2 separate regions of the Zea mays genome follow, and region 2 is linked to region 1. A link is a contact called in public Hi-C data. All regions are on one chromosome and are shown on one strand. The core of a region is the stretch at or near the end of the contact, and the rest is flanking DNA. Distances in the headings are between cores, read along the strand shown. Region 1 holds the start of LOC100191564. Region 2 overlaps LOC103632288 (SUPPRESSOR OF ABI3-5).

Region 1 (7,190 bases), core at 1,879-4,378:
TGAAATCATACAATTAATAACTCTAGCTGGATCCACGGGCAGATATTGGATGGACAGATCTCCAGCGGCGCCGTCAGCTAGGAACGGGCGTGAGGACGAAGAGCTTGCACGAGTGCGGCCCGACCACCGCCGTGAGGCTGCCGGTGAACCAGCCCGGTAGCGTCTCGTGCTGCAGATGAACCAAGAAGCACAAGCTTGCATGAATTTGAGCCATTGCATAGGCAAGCGAGCTCGGCGCTTATTCACTTTTCACGTACCTTCCAGACGTCCCTCGCCTCCACGGCCACGCCGCGGCGGATGCCCACGTCCGGCCATGCCGCGGTGATGGACGCGGAGCGCGTGGCCCCCCGGTTGAGCAGCAGCACCGCCTTCCTGTGCCCCGAGAGCTGCCCTGCCCATACCTGCAATTGACCAAACGCGCCATGGGATCGACCAGGATTAATTCGTTCCCGAGCGAGACGCGTGCTGCTTGCGATGGGCGATCGGTTTGGTAGCTGTAAGATATAGTATCTCTGTACCTCGAGATCGTTGCCGTACTTGCTCACTTTCTGTCCTTGGACACCCAGCCGATCTGCGTCGGACACAAGCAAGCAATATAATTGGCACACACACGAAGACTACAAGAGTCAAGAACTGATGCGAAAGGTTTCGCTGGTGAGAAGGACGAAGATGCATTGTGGTTGTGGTGACCTTGGCTGATCGCGATGACCTCCGCGTTGGAGAGGATTCCGAGCGTCTCATTGGAGACTCTCGTCACGTCGCAGCCGATGACCAGGGGAGCCTGTCAAAAAAGATTGGCGCCAATAATAACTCTCATCGGTAGCTGTGAGCATAGCCCGGAAAGGAAATGATTCACGCGCGCGCACCTTGGCGATGGCCCAGAGGCTGAAGTGCACGACGTACTCGTTGTACGCCATGCCTCCGTTCCCGACCTCCAGCATGTCAGGGTCTGCTGCGGCAGAGAAGCAAAGCAGGCCATCGTTCAGGTCCGTCCAGGAAGCGGCATAATAAGCTATAGCGGCAGAGAGGATGAGGATGACGAGGAGACGTGGACGAAGGAATTGACCGTTCCAGCCGCCGGGCTTGGCGTACCGGGCGTAGGCGTCGTTCAGGTCGATGTTGTCCAGCATGCTATCGCAAGAACCACACACACCCAGTCGGTTAGCAACGTGTATATGGGCGGGCCATGGGAAAAAAAAAAGTCGGGGAACCTATCACTTACCCTGACCATGTGTCGTTGATGTCGCCGGTGGTCCTCCAGCTGTTGCCGTACATGCCGCCCCATTTGGGAACTTCCATGAAGCCCCTGACCAAGTTTGTCACCGTCAGCGTCAGACGAACAAGGAGGAAGGGATGCGTGCATGCCGTACCATTCGCAAAGCGAGTAGAAGATTGGGCGGCCAGAGTTCACCAGCGCTCGGGACATGCGCCCAAACCTGCATCACAATCGACGGCTGGTACATGGAAACAAGAAGAAATGCTACACGAACTGAATGTGCAGGTGAACAGAAACCGCACCTCACGGTTTCAGGCGTGCCGTCTCTGTAGCAGTTGTCATACTTCAGGTAGTCAACGCCCTGCAGACAGGCCAGGTGCCCAGTGAAGAAACAGTTTTAAATAACTAAGGTAAAGTTCTTCTTCTTTTTTGTTTGATTGTTTGTTTGTTCTTGATAATAAAAAGAAGCAGTAGACTAATTCTACTTGTGAACTGAAACCGACAAGGTCTAGTCTGAGGATGTCTGAAAAAAGTCTAAGAACTGTCAGATGTTTCAACATGTGTAGTATCTAGTATGTACCCATGACGCAAACATCTTAGCATCCCTCTCCTCGTAGCCCAGAGATCCAGGCATCCTGTTGCTGCAAGTTCTTGTCCTGCAATTTAAGGAAAGAAGTCCGGTTTCAGTTCAACAGATACACTTATCCTATTCCTTGTAGCGGAAACTTTGGTATTATGGGTGAATTCATTCCCACTTGTGAGCGATTTCAAAAAAATCGGAACTTGTTTGAAGGAGAAGAGAGGGGGAGAGAGAACGTACCCAGCGGAAGAGTAGATGCCAAGCTTAAGCCCCTTGCTGTGAACGTAATCTGCCAGGGCCTTGATTCCGGATGGGAATGTCTTGGGGTTAGCGACCATGTATCCCTGTCAGCAAGTCGATTAGCATTCCTCTTAAACAAACACGTGCTTCAGCAGTGCAAGAATTTAACTGAAAGTAACTGACGACAAGGTCACGTAGCAGCACTCGTACGTACTACCTCTTTGGTTCTCTCGGAATCCGCCCAGCAGTCATCTGCAATAGCCAATAATGATGCCATCTTTCAGTAACACTGGACAACTGAACCGATGCAGCCATAGAGAAATAGAGATAGAGATAGGATGCGATACCTAAGTTGACATACGTGTAGCCAGCCTTTGCAAGTCCGATGGCGACGAGCGCATCAGCTGCGGGGGTTCCCAAAGCAGGTTGACAGCGAATCAATCAATAGCCATATCATCATCAGAAAGAAAAAAACCAACAATGGCGCTGGTGATTTTTCAGATAGGAGCTGGAGGGTACTGGTCTCTGACCGGTGCTCCGGACGACCGCCTCGTTGATGTCGCACTGGAAATGGTTCCAGCTGTTCCACCTGCGAAGCGGCGACAGAACGCAACAAGAGAAGAAGAAAACCCCACGGAAAGGAAGGCTCAGACAAGACAGCCGGGGAGCGGCGGAAGCCACGCATGCGCATGCATCTGAATCCGGAGTGCTGGTTTCGTTCCTCACTCACCCCATCTGCGGCGTCAGCCCGAGCCCGTTGGCGAAGAGGACGCGCCGGCCGCCTCCGCCTGCAGGCAGCGGCGGCCTGGCGTAGTCCGCAGCGTCGAGCGCTGCCACCGCGGCGGCGAGGCAGGCGGCCAGCAGGAGGAGCGCGGCCGTCGTACTCGGACACAGGCTCTGAATCTCGGGCGCCATCCTTGTTGCTTCGGCGCTGCGTCGCGTCCTGCCTGCGTACTCTGTGGGCTTGTCACCATGCCGGTATCCGTATATATGCGTGCGCTGGAGAAGAGGAGAAGGGGGCGTACCAGTGCGCACGCGCTGCAGTCTGTGCGGCAGCGGTACTCCAGCTTGTCTGACGCGTGACGGGCCCGGGGTGTCGGACGTAGCCGTAAGCTTTCAGTTTCCGGTGCATTAACCATCTCCAACTCACCAACAGAATTTTTACAATTGATGGCCTTCGTTTACCGATGATCTTCATTTATTGATAATATCTTTTTCCTTCTTCTTCTTCCCTAACAGATTACCAATATAATTCGAACTTTTAGATAGCAGACTAGAGATAGAATAGGAGACACGATGAGTAATCTGTTATATCAACTATGTTTCTTTGTGTACTCAATCTATTTCGTATTTATAAGACGTTTTGCTTTTTTTTCTTCTGTATGCCTAGATTTTATGTATTTGGATATGCAAAAATAATGCATACAAATCAAGACGTCTTATAATTATGCTTCGTTATGTAGTGTATACCAAATAATATAATTTAAAATGCAGGGGGCGGGGGCACTTTTTAGCATTGAATGAGCTAATCTGTTTGAGATCCTCTTGCATCCATGGCAGGGGAGAGGTGCGCGGGAATCGCTCAATTAAAAGCCGTGACACACGGGCGACAGCTTGTTGTGGACGACAGCTTGTTGTGGGCGCCCTGCATGCGGTGATTTGGTCTGCTTGCCTCCTGCGATTAAAATATGATTTCTCAAATCAAAACAACAGGTATGGCAATTAAAATGCGATTTCGAACGAACCCAAAGTTTCGCCGTGACTGGTTATGAACGGCAAATGTGTTGTCAATGTACAGGCAAAAAAAAAGTAATCTAGCAATACAAGCATACAACCGAATCACACCCCGTCAGTCCGTCACAGTTTTCATCACTTCTGAATGAATGGATGAACGACGGCGTAACTATGGACGCAAGCAACCCTCCAGCCGTATAAATAGATATACCTCTGCTCAACACCCATCATTTTTGGACCGTTGGAGGCAAACAAGTAACCAAAAATAACGCTGGCATAACACGCATGCATTAGATTCGCCACTTAGGACCCATCAACATATTGCTGCAGTGTCTCAGTTCTCAAATCAGTCCCCAGTTCAAGCGTTACAAATTATACAGCTCAGGTTCAAAGGAGGCACACGACATACAAACGTTAAGTCTGACATTTTCATTTCCCCCAGAAGACTGTTTACATAGGTAATGTGGCGAGTAATAGATCAACCATCTTCAGTGTTTTCCCTTGTCTTCACTCTTCAGCGCGCTTCATATTGGACAACTGTACAAGAAACATAACGTTTGGTGAGGCCCACATAGGAACAAAGGTCAAATTCAAAATAGAAATCGAATTCAGAAGTATCAATCTAATAGTCTAATAAAGCATGACATCAAACTTCACACCAAATTCAGCCATCGTCTTATAAGTGGCCAGAATTGTCAACCATGAGCTCTAAATGCGCACTCGATTCAGCTAACGTTTTATGCATCTAGAATTGTCAACCATGAGGTCTCACTCGATTCAGCTACCAATTTTTCAGTGTCTAGAATTGTTCCTGTGTATTGCATGGTGTTTTCCATACTTCTATAGCAACAACAAATGCATCTTGGAAGTTTAATCACCAGGCAATACAGACTGCAATATCTAAAAGAACAAATGCTTGTTTTCATCATTGATATTGAACATGTCCTTTTTGCATTACGGAGTCAACGAAGTCCACAGATGATTAGGTTCAGTTGTATTGTAGTGCAATTATGTCAGCCCCATAGATATCTTTGGAAGTGTCGGTACCCAGAATACGGGGTACCCACTCCTGTTATGTCAAGGTCAGCCCTTGGGGGGCATCATTAAGAAATTCGGGGTACCCACTCCTGTTATGTCAAGGTCAGCCCTTGGGGGCCATCATTAAGAAATTCAAGGCCTGCCGGCCCAGCACAGGTCGCCTCCTGCTCTGGATCGTCGTCTCCATCAAGCCCCATAAAGGGAGGAATCAACAACCTCAACTATAGGTCTAGAATCCTACAAATAGGACCCGAACCTCCTTGTGACCCGATGGATCCCCAGACAAAGGGATCCAGAGGGAACATAATGTCCCGGAGGAGTAGGCACTCTCTGGTTACAGCACCAAGTCTTCGGAACGACTACGGCCATGTAAGACACACCATCCGAACCTCAGGTCAGGTGAGGTCCAGAGCCACCACGTGTCCAAACAAGGGCGGCAGTAGCCCAGGTCCCCTCCCGTACGCCTCGAGCCCATGGTCAGGAAAGACTTGGGAAAAAGTGTCGTCACTTATCTCTAGGTCTGCCTCTCACCCAGGCAGGGGTCCGATGCTAACATGTAGCCAGACGCCCCTAGCGTAAGCCACCAGACGATGCCTAACGAAGGCCTCTGACACGTGGCCTGACAGCATTGATTACAGAAGGGACACATAGTTGCCCACATCAATGGCATGTAGCGTGTCCCTAGCATTAAGAGTATGCGGCGCCTCAGGCCTGTAACGTGCAGATTCTACTTTTACCCGCACTTTACCGAGTCAAGGGCATTGACCCAATACGTCGTTTGGGCGCCCTTCATTATGACTTCCACTTTGCTTCGTGCGTTACCGAGGCATGAAGAGACGGACGGAGAAGACTAGACGACACCGCCCGTTACACCCTACGCGAGCAGCGTATCAAGCTATGCTGCATCCTACATCAAGGCATGTGTTCCGATTAAACGGGACAAGGTAGCAGGATAAGGACACGCCAGAAGATCATGCAGCGCCCAAGAAGGGATATGCGCTCAAGAAGATCTAGCATTGTCAAACTCTATCTAGTTGTTTCCCATTTTATACTGTAAACTCTCCTAGGCCCACCTGTCAGGGCCTGAACTTCCTGTAACGTGCATCCCTTGGAATATAAAAGGAAGAGCACTTGCTCCGTAGCGAAGGGAGGTCAATTCACACACAGACCTTCATCTCCCCAGTTCTCAAGCAATATAACTCGCAGTGGATGTAGGGTATTACGCTCCGGTGGCCTGAACCACTATAAACCCTTGTGTTCTTGCGTTCATCTAGAAGGTCAGACAATCACGTAAACCTACTCCTCATCCAAGGATTAGGGCAGGTGCAATCTGCCACCCGGCCGGAGGATTCTCCCCTCCGACATTTGGCGTGCCAGGTAGGGGGCAGGAAACCAGAGCATGGCCCTCCGATTGAGATGACATCTCACTCGCCTTCCGGCAAGCTCAGCCAGAGCGAGGTCGCCGACGTTTGGCACAAGGCAGAAAAGCGACGCCTCAAACGACTCGCCATTGATCTCAAGCAGCGTTTTAGCAGGTGCGTTGCTGCCATCAAGCAAGGGGCAACAGAGGCCACACCTATGGCGTTTGAGGCTGCTCCCATCAGCACCCCGCCAAGCTCCACCGCGCTTGAGGTTGCCGTCGTCGACCCCAGCCGCTCACAGTGGCATTCAAGATGGCCACCGTAGGCCAGCAGCCAAGCACCAAAGGGGAATCCCCCTCCAGTCGGCCACTGTGTTCCATGGTACGTGGAGTTGTCCCTCCCCCACCAAGGGGTGACTCCTACCTACCAATGGGTTCCAGGAAGCCATGACAACAAGGGCTACGTCGTTGTTAACATGGTTTCCTCACTGGAATCCAATGGTAGGGTGCCATGGGGCGCAATAGAGGTCGCATGGCATGCTATGCCGACTTACGCCCAGCCCCTAGCGGACGAAGCGGTCCTCGTTGCTAGCCTCCGCTCGAGCACCATGGCGTGCTCAGGCTCCAACCGTACCAGCAGAACCCAGCAAGCAAGCCAGTAAAGGATGCGCCTTCGCCAACCTCATCAGGGCAGAGGAGGCAAGTTGGCTGGGGCCTTACAAGGGCGAGGCCGAGAGCCATCGCGGGCTCGCGCTGGCATCGCCCTCAACCAAGCCTGGTTCGCACCCTTGGAACTGTCGTCGGTCGAGGTGGTCCTCTCTTGAGACTCAAAACTCGTACCGGTGGTGTTTCAAGGGCAAGGCAACGCCAAGACCTGCGCAGTCCACTACGACAACCTATTGCCAGGCTCTGCTCCACCAAGGCCCAGCTCGACGGTCACAGCACGAGGCCATGGCGCTGGGGCCTCGGGGTAGGTTGTATCGGCTAGTAGCCTCAAGCTCATGGTGTTCAGTGCAGCAACG
Region 2 (7,190 bases), core at 2,160-4,659, 630 kb after region 1:
TCAAAGAGAATCCAGTTCCACTACGTGAATGACTAAATTTATCATCAGAATTTGCTGGTTCTTTGTCATCAAGGACAATTCGTGCGGCCTGCCCTTCTTGATTCCTTTGCTTCCACATAGCTAGGACATTGCTCATCTTCTTATTAGCTATGAGACTATTTTTTGAGGCCAATTTAATCTCTTTTGCCTTCTCCTTTTCTCTCTTTTCTGCAGCCAGTGCAGCATTTGCAGCAGCTTGAACAGCGTCAGGAAGTGAAGTTTTCTCACTTTGTTTAATTGTGGCAGCAGGCGCAGAGATCACAACCTTTTTGCCACTATTACTATCTGAGGTTTTCGTGTTTTCGCTGGCCGCCTCCCCGGCTGCCTTAGTGTTGCTCTGGTCATTACAAGGGACATATTGTTGAGTCTGTTGATCATATGAATACCAAACTCCAGAGTTGCTGTCATAGTAAAGGCCTGCAACAAACAAGAATACAAGATTACATATTAAAATTTAAAACATAAATGAAAAATGATCCGTAACCATAACGTTACCAGCAAAATTGGTCATGGTGTTAAGTTTAAACAAAATATTGATGCAGTAGACTCAAAGGCTTACCAGTAGTTCCATCATAATAGAATCCAGATGCAGAATCATAGTAGTAACCAGATTTTTCATCCCAAACAAATCCCGACTGTGCTGTGCTGCCATCTTTTTGAGATTCAGAGTTGTTGTTCTGTTTGTCATCAGGATTGTACTCTTTTGGAGCCCAACCTATGGCATCATACTGGTCCAACAGGCAAAGGCATTAAACAAATGAGCAACATGTCTACAACCTGCCTAAAGTATGTGCTAAGTTAACATGAGAATGTGATGAAGGTCAGCCCCCTGTCCTTTTTCATTCTGCTTATTTGACACCTTAGCATTTTTTAAATGTGGTTCTGGTTTTTTTAGTACTTTCCATTAGTAACTAATGACTATTAAGAGCTTGTAGAAACAAATCTAGTTATAATTTTCATATGCCCAATCTCCAAGCTTTCAGAATCGTCATGTCTCAAATTTGACATCACAGCTTGTAAAGAACCAAATACTGTGAGAAATGACAAAGGAAGTAATATGTAATGGATATCTTATATAAATAGAAATGGTAAATGCATAATCTTACAGTGTCAAGAGCTATAACAAACCTGCTGAGCAAATGATGCAGCCTCAATGGCAGCTGCAGCAAGGCTGTTTGACTGAGAACCCCCTGATGCAGGTCCATGTGTACTTTTAGCATATGCTACACGCAAAACCTGACCGTTTTTCTCAAGTGTAATCCCGTTTGTAGCTTCCAGAGCTTTCGTAGCATCTTCCACCTGTCACGACAAAATGTGGAAATTGTCAGGAACTACATACATCAAGAAAAAATCAACTCAATCCACCAGACAACACTACTTACCGAATGGAAATGAACGAAGGCAAAACCTCTAGACACATGAGTAAACTTATCCCGAACAAGGCGGATGTCCTGGTGAGAAATAACATGTAACGTGTCCAGAAAAATAAAATAAACCTCAAGCAATTAGTTTATTGCCCACCTTTATTGGTGCGTGCTTAGCAAATTCGTACCGAAGCATTTCCTCATCAGCATTTTCATCCAAGCCACGAACAACTAAAACATGAGTTGGACCTGCAAATGACCACAACTAAATAAGGCAGCACAATATATCACATGATTCCAGAATGAAACTATGGAAGCACAAAACTTGCCTAGTTCAGATCCCCTTCTCCCAAAGTGTGAAGCGGAACCTGTCGCATCAGCTGGAAGAGCATCCTCAGTACGAGGTTCATTGCACTATGCAAATACAAATAAACATATGATTAGCTTGAGAAAAATCACAAAATCAATTAGTTACCCAGCTATTAACTTGGGAAAACGAGGCCAAGTAGTGTGGTAGTATTTTCATGCACATATAGAAAACTGGAGAATTACACAACACTATGGGGCAGTGTTCTTTAAGGCCTTGTTCGTTTGTGTCGGATTGCACCCGGAATTGTTCCAGCTAATCAAAGTTTATATAAATTAGAGAAGCAATCCGGTTAGGAATCGTTCCGACCCACCAATCCGGCACAAACGAACAAGGCCTAAGTAGAACAAACTAACAAGTAGACAAAATCCATCACCTTGTCCTGCCACTAAGACTGTCTCCAGCAGCTTACCCATACCTATATTCAAACTCCACTCTGCGAACAGTACAGTCTACAGTACAGAACAGTGCAAAACAGTGCTTATGGGTAAACTTTGGGTGAACTGCTGGAGTCGGCCTAACCCACTCACCAATTAAATTACAGGCCACGATGGTCAGGAAAGTAGCAGATGCGATGAGAAATTGAACAGAAGCTGGTGTTCAGGTGGGGGTGGGGGTGGGGGCATGGGCGATGGAAATATGATATGTAAAACAGCATCCTTACAAGTACCTGAAAGCAGGAGGTCCTGCGGGCAAAATTCATACATCCGCATATAGTACAAATCCAGTCACACGGTGCAGCAGCAGTCCTGTGCCCATAAGTAGGCCTCGTAAAATTTTCTTGTCCAAGAGAAGGCCCACCCATCCCCCCGGTTGGTTTACTACTGCAATAAAGACTGTAGAATTAACTGCACTGGAAGGAATTTTCATATAAACACATAAGCAAAAAGGCTAGTACAATAATAAAAGAAAGACAACACCAGTGTTGACATATAAGGGTCACAACTCACAAGCACCTTCATATGGTAGCAAAACGAAGTAGCACCACTTCTCCCCACTGAAATCTTACAGAAATGCTTAATCTTTTTATTAATGAATTTTAATTGAATTAGCATCAATGTAATCGCATGTGACCTTATGTCATCAAAATAACTACTTCACCTCCATTCCAACCTATATGTCACTTTACCTTTATGGCTTTATCCTAAGTCAAACTTCTCTAAATTTAACCAAGTTTTAAAAAAGCATAATAACATTTACAGGTTCAAATTAATGCAATATCAAGACCCATTTCATGGAGACTTCAGTGCAACAAAATTGATGATGTACATTTCGGTGTGTTTTTCTATAAACTCGGTCAAAGTCAGATAAGTTTGATTTAGGACAAAACTCAAACGGCTTATAGTGGGGAAAGAGAAATTAGAGTATCCTGTTTGTTTCGGCTTACAGCAGACTTTATTATAATTCCCGTACCATGGGGATTTTTTTCGATTCACGATTGTGCTAGTTCAGAAAAGGCAGAAATAATCAAAGTGTTTGGTGGAGTCTTGAATTTTTTTCACCGAGAATCAGATTTCGTTATAAAGGATAAAAGGACAAGTCCAAAAGCATAATACAACTCCTCAAGACACTAATTTAACAAAAAAAACAAATAAGTGCAGCCATGCACTGCATACTCATTCATTCACCAGCATGCTAGCAGAGATTGCATAGAATGGAGGACTTTGTATAAGATGGCAGTGAAACATACTTATTTCTAAATAGAAAAACACTTATACCTGTACTGAAAGAACACATTCCTGCCATCAATTTCGAGACCATTCTCTCCTGTAGCTTCCATCATTCTACGGGCTGCTTCCTGTGGAGAGGATACAGCTTTGTTAACAGTACACGAAAGTTTGGATGAGTAGTAACACTTGTTTTATTAGTACCACAGTGGGGAAGTCAATAAAAGCAAATCCACGAGACATGCCAGAATTCCGTTCCCTGATCACACGCACACTGCGTAGAGGTCCCCACTGAGCCTACAAGAGAACAGACAAAATGATTAAATTGAACCAGAAAATACACCTTCAACCGGTGCAACAAGTGATGAAGAGGAACTTGTACAAGAATCTTATATAGGTCATCATCATTAGTCTTCAGGGACAGTCCCTTGACAACAACAGTGGCAGATGGAGCCTGCAAACATGAATGCAAACTCATGGTTTGTAAATTCCAAACCCACTGCTACAAATGTATGTATGTATGTATGCAGTATGTCCATACCACTGAATCACCATGCCCCCTATCATCCCAATCATATTCCCTTCTTCTGTCAAATCGATTATCATAATACAGGCCATCTCTTTGGTTCCGACCATGACTTCTCGGACGAGGAGATCTTGATCTAGACCGTGATCTTGATCGGTCATCGCGCCCATGTGATCGAGAACGGCTATGGCGCGTGTACGGGCTTTCCTCTCTTTCACGACTTAATCCACTCCTTTCACGTTCGCTGTCACATGAATCACGTCTTCTCCAGCTACTATCTCTCTTGCCTCTTTCATAATCCGAATCATAACCATAACGACCATATTCATGATCTCTCTCATAGCTGTCCTCCCTGCTTTGGTGAGAACTGCGGTACCGGTCTTCAAACTCACCATGAAACTCCGCCCGTTCTCTGCTTCCAATCCTTTTGCTCCTATCAGCACCAAAATCACGGTGACTGCCAGATTCATAATAGTTGTCAGTAGCACGATAATTATCATGGAGTCTATCAACTCCTCTGTATGAATCAAACTCATGATGCTTTCCATCATTGCGATAATCAGTGTCATGCCTTCTATGGTCTCTTGCAGTTGCATAGTCCTCATCATGATTCCTTCGAGGCTGAGACCACATTCCACCGGCAGAGGGTGGTGATGCATACATATTTCTATCATGTGTATCATGATAGAATGCACCCCTTCCATATGAATCTCTAGGAAAGCCTTCATCCACAGATCTCCTAGCATTGTAGGATCCACCAGACCTGCAAATTAAGTTAATAGGGGAATATATGGTAATATGGCAAAGCACTATAAAGGCATGACACACAAAAGGAGAGAACTTGTTGAAGAATTAACCCAGTACCAAATAAAAAGTTAAAAACATATCTCGGCTTAATAGAGAAATTAGAAAAAAGATTCGACAGTATTACAGAAATAATGAATACCCCAGTTAACATAACACTATAATGACTAGCTGGCTTACCTAAAATCTGGCTCATTAATTACACCATACCCATTTGGTGCCTGTAGATTCAACAGAATAAGTCGAGTCAGCAACAAATTCTACAGAACAGGCAGGTAAATCCAATCCATTTAAGCAACAGCCTCTTCTTGAACTCCTTTACAACTAACGCTGGATACACAGGCCAACCGCAAGGCCAAAATTCTGCTATTCATCATCTTCAGTAGTTAGTAAAGGAAAAAACTGCAATTACACTGTTGTTCTCCCATCCATGTTGTGGAGCATAACGCCCATGATCCATTTCCAAAATTCAGCACTTGTGTTATCCTGCAAGGTTCTTGGTGAGCTTTACAACTTTTGGGTGCAGGTTTTTCTGTGTAGCCTGTAAAGAAATACATAGCGTGATAGAGTTAAGCACCTAACCAGAAGGAAATCCCAATATGGCCACCAATAATAATTTAAATTTTGTTAAAATTGTTAATGTTTCAATTGGTGACTTATGGCTATATTCCAATGAAATTACTTAGTTCAAAACGAGGCTATATAAAATGCGAGTATTTTGTGAATCCAGTCATATGTTAGCATCACTACAACAAGAACCTTACACATAACGGAATTTATCAGACATCGTAATAGTCTTTTACATGATTAATGTATAATAGTAATATATACGACTACTCTGACATAAACATATGAAAGTGTATGGCAGGGTGGGGATCAAAACTGTCAGAAGAGGCCTAAATTGTTTCAGCTTCCATACTTCTCCACAAACAAAAATGAAAATGGTACTGACGAAAGTAAGTCTGGCACCAGTATTACAACATGTCGATAACAGACAGCAATCGATAGTGCATAGTACTATAGTAAACAAACAGCTAAGCAATACTATACATATGAATGTAACACACATGTAAACCGCACATAATTGACAGGCTAAAATAGCAAAGACTATGGGAGTGTGAGGTATGCAAAAATCGGTAACAATACCGTCAAGAATTTCCGGGCAAGATGATAGATCATTAAAATGGTAGAAATAATTATCATCACCACATTTGTGGTTTCCATTTTTTTTCACAAAAGCATGATAAAACTTTGAAAATGGGCCCAGTTGTTTTCTTATTCAATTTCCGTTTTCCCAAAAACACAATAAAACATTGAAAAGAAGCCCCGGTAAATGATATTATCCATGTCGGTTTTCATGAGTTCATCTCCCTAGCTGGTCCCACCACAAAGGTTATAATTAAGATGTTTATGGGCTTATTATTTTTTTTATACCACACACAAGGATAAGGACTAAGGGTAGTCAGCCTAGTGCTAATGATCCACCTATAACTAAAATGTATCCCAGAAAAAGTTGATCAGCAAGAGAAGTAAATGTAACAATTTGATTGATAGAAAACATATCTTGAGACTTCAATTTCAAGTTAGGCATGACCCATAGTTGTTAAGGCGGTAAGGCACTGACCCCCTTTTACCTTTTAAGCGGTAAAGCGAAAGGCGAGGTGAAGCCTTAAATATACTTAGAATAGAAAAGGTATTATTATATGAGAAAGAATTTAGCGCAAAAATAATAATAAAGAAGATAAAAATATAAAGATTAAAAAAAAGACTAGCCCAGCCAGCCCAACTAGCTCATTAAAACTAGGTCAAGCCCATTTCCTCTCTATCCCCCCTCTCCATCTATCTCCCAGTCGACTCCCTCCCAGTCCCAGCCACCTCTCCCAGCGACCAGCCTCTCCCTCTCTCACCGCTCTCTCCCTCTCTGCTCGCAGCCGCTGCAGCCGCCGGCAAGGCGGCAACCTCTCTCGCACTCGCCTTTGGTCCGTGAGTAAGGCGAGCGGGAAGCCTTACGTCGCCGGGGCGCATTACCACCTAGGCGACGCTTAGGTGACGCCTTAACAACTATGGCATGACCAAAAGATAAATACATGTAAATTGAGTAAATCTCATACAATCAAGGTGTTTAGGACGGAAGGGTGTACCACAGAGTTTTTGGGTTGGGACTGGCCTTAGCAGCTTCTCTGGATAGCAAGCAAATAGCAACCTTAAATTAATTATGCTCCAGTAATTCAGTCGGTAATCTTTATTTTGAGTCTCCATGGTCACGGGTCTAGATGTCTTTTGTTGTTGTTGTTGTTAATTTTCTGCTTCTCCCTATAGCCTAGTGTATGTGGGTTCGTGTGGAATTGTACGAGGTTTCTTCTTACCTCACCTTTGTTAAGGCCCATAAGGCCCATATATTATTGTCTGCCTATATATATGCT

The links. Hi-C and Micro-C count contacts between places; a contact is called where the count stands out from the background.
Region 2: a contact with region 1 is called in a Hi-C map of endosperm, with 2.7 times the contacts expected there. The contact joins the enhancer-like site here to the promoter of LOC100191564 in region 1. A contact is called at or near these places in 3 of 25 Hi-C or Micro-C datasets (ear, endosperm and tassel).

The regions. Positions count from the first base shown.
Region 1 is chr7:41,730,845-41,738,034 of Zm-B73-REFERENCE-NAM-5.0, forward strand. It overlaps LOC100191564, which reads right to left and starts at 3,129. Exons shown (of 16, transcript NM_001316917.1): 1 at 3,062-3,129; 2 at 2,767-2,983; 3 at 2,567-2,625; 4 at 2,384-2,440; 5 at 2,254-2,288; 6 at 2,037-2,140; 7 at 1,797-1,872; 8 at 1,519-1,577; 9 at 1,371-1,436; 10 at 1,223-1,306; 11 at 1,067-1,131; 12 at 867-949; 13 at 691-781; 14 at 519-571; 2 more. The coding sequence starts at 2,951. The coding sequence ends at 74. LOC100285004 reads right to left here. Exons shown (of 3, transcript NM_001291580.2): 3 at 4,027-4,307. The coding sequence ends at 4,285. LOC103632284 (a long non-coding RNA gene) reads left to right here and starts at 2,632. Exons shown (of 2, transcript XR_555798.4): 1 at 2,632-3,144; 2 at 3,597-4,246.
Region 2 is chr7:42,359,297-42,366,486 of Zm-B73-REFERENCE-NAM-5.0, forward strand. LOC103632288 (SUPPRESSOR OF ABI3-5) reads right to left here. Exons shown (of 16, transcript XR_002263496.3): 2 at 5,180-5,308; 3 at 4,948-4,988; 4 at 3,979-4,726; 5 at 3,820-3,891; 6 at 3,642-3,734; 7 at 3,489-3,568; 8 at 2,441-2,591; 9 at 1,733-1,817; 10 at 1,561-1,652; 11 at 1,422-1,490; 12 at 1,168-1,338; 13 at 599-767; 14 at 1-456. Among protein-coding and RNA genes, the nearest start is that of LOC103632288, 10 kb to the right of the region's middle. Within about 2 kb of position 3,410, at least 1 of the 20 cell types and tissues checked has an H3K27ac peak or open chromatin away from gene starts, as enhancers often do. A contact at or near this core is called in endosperm, where this site is marked.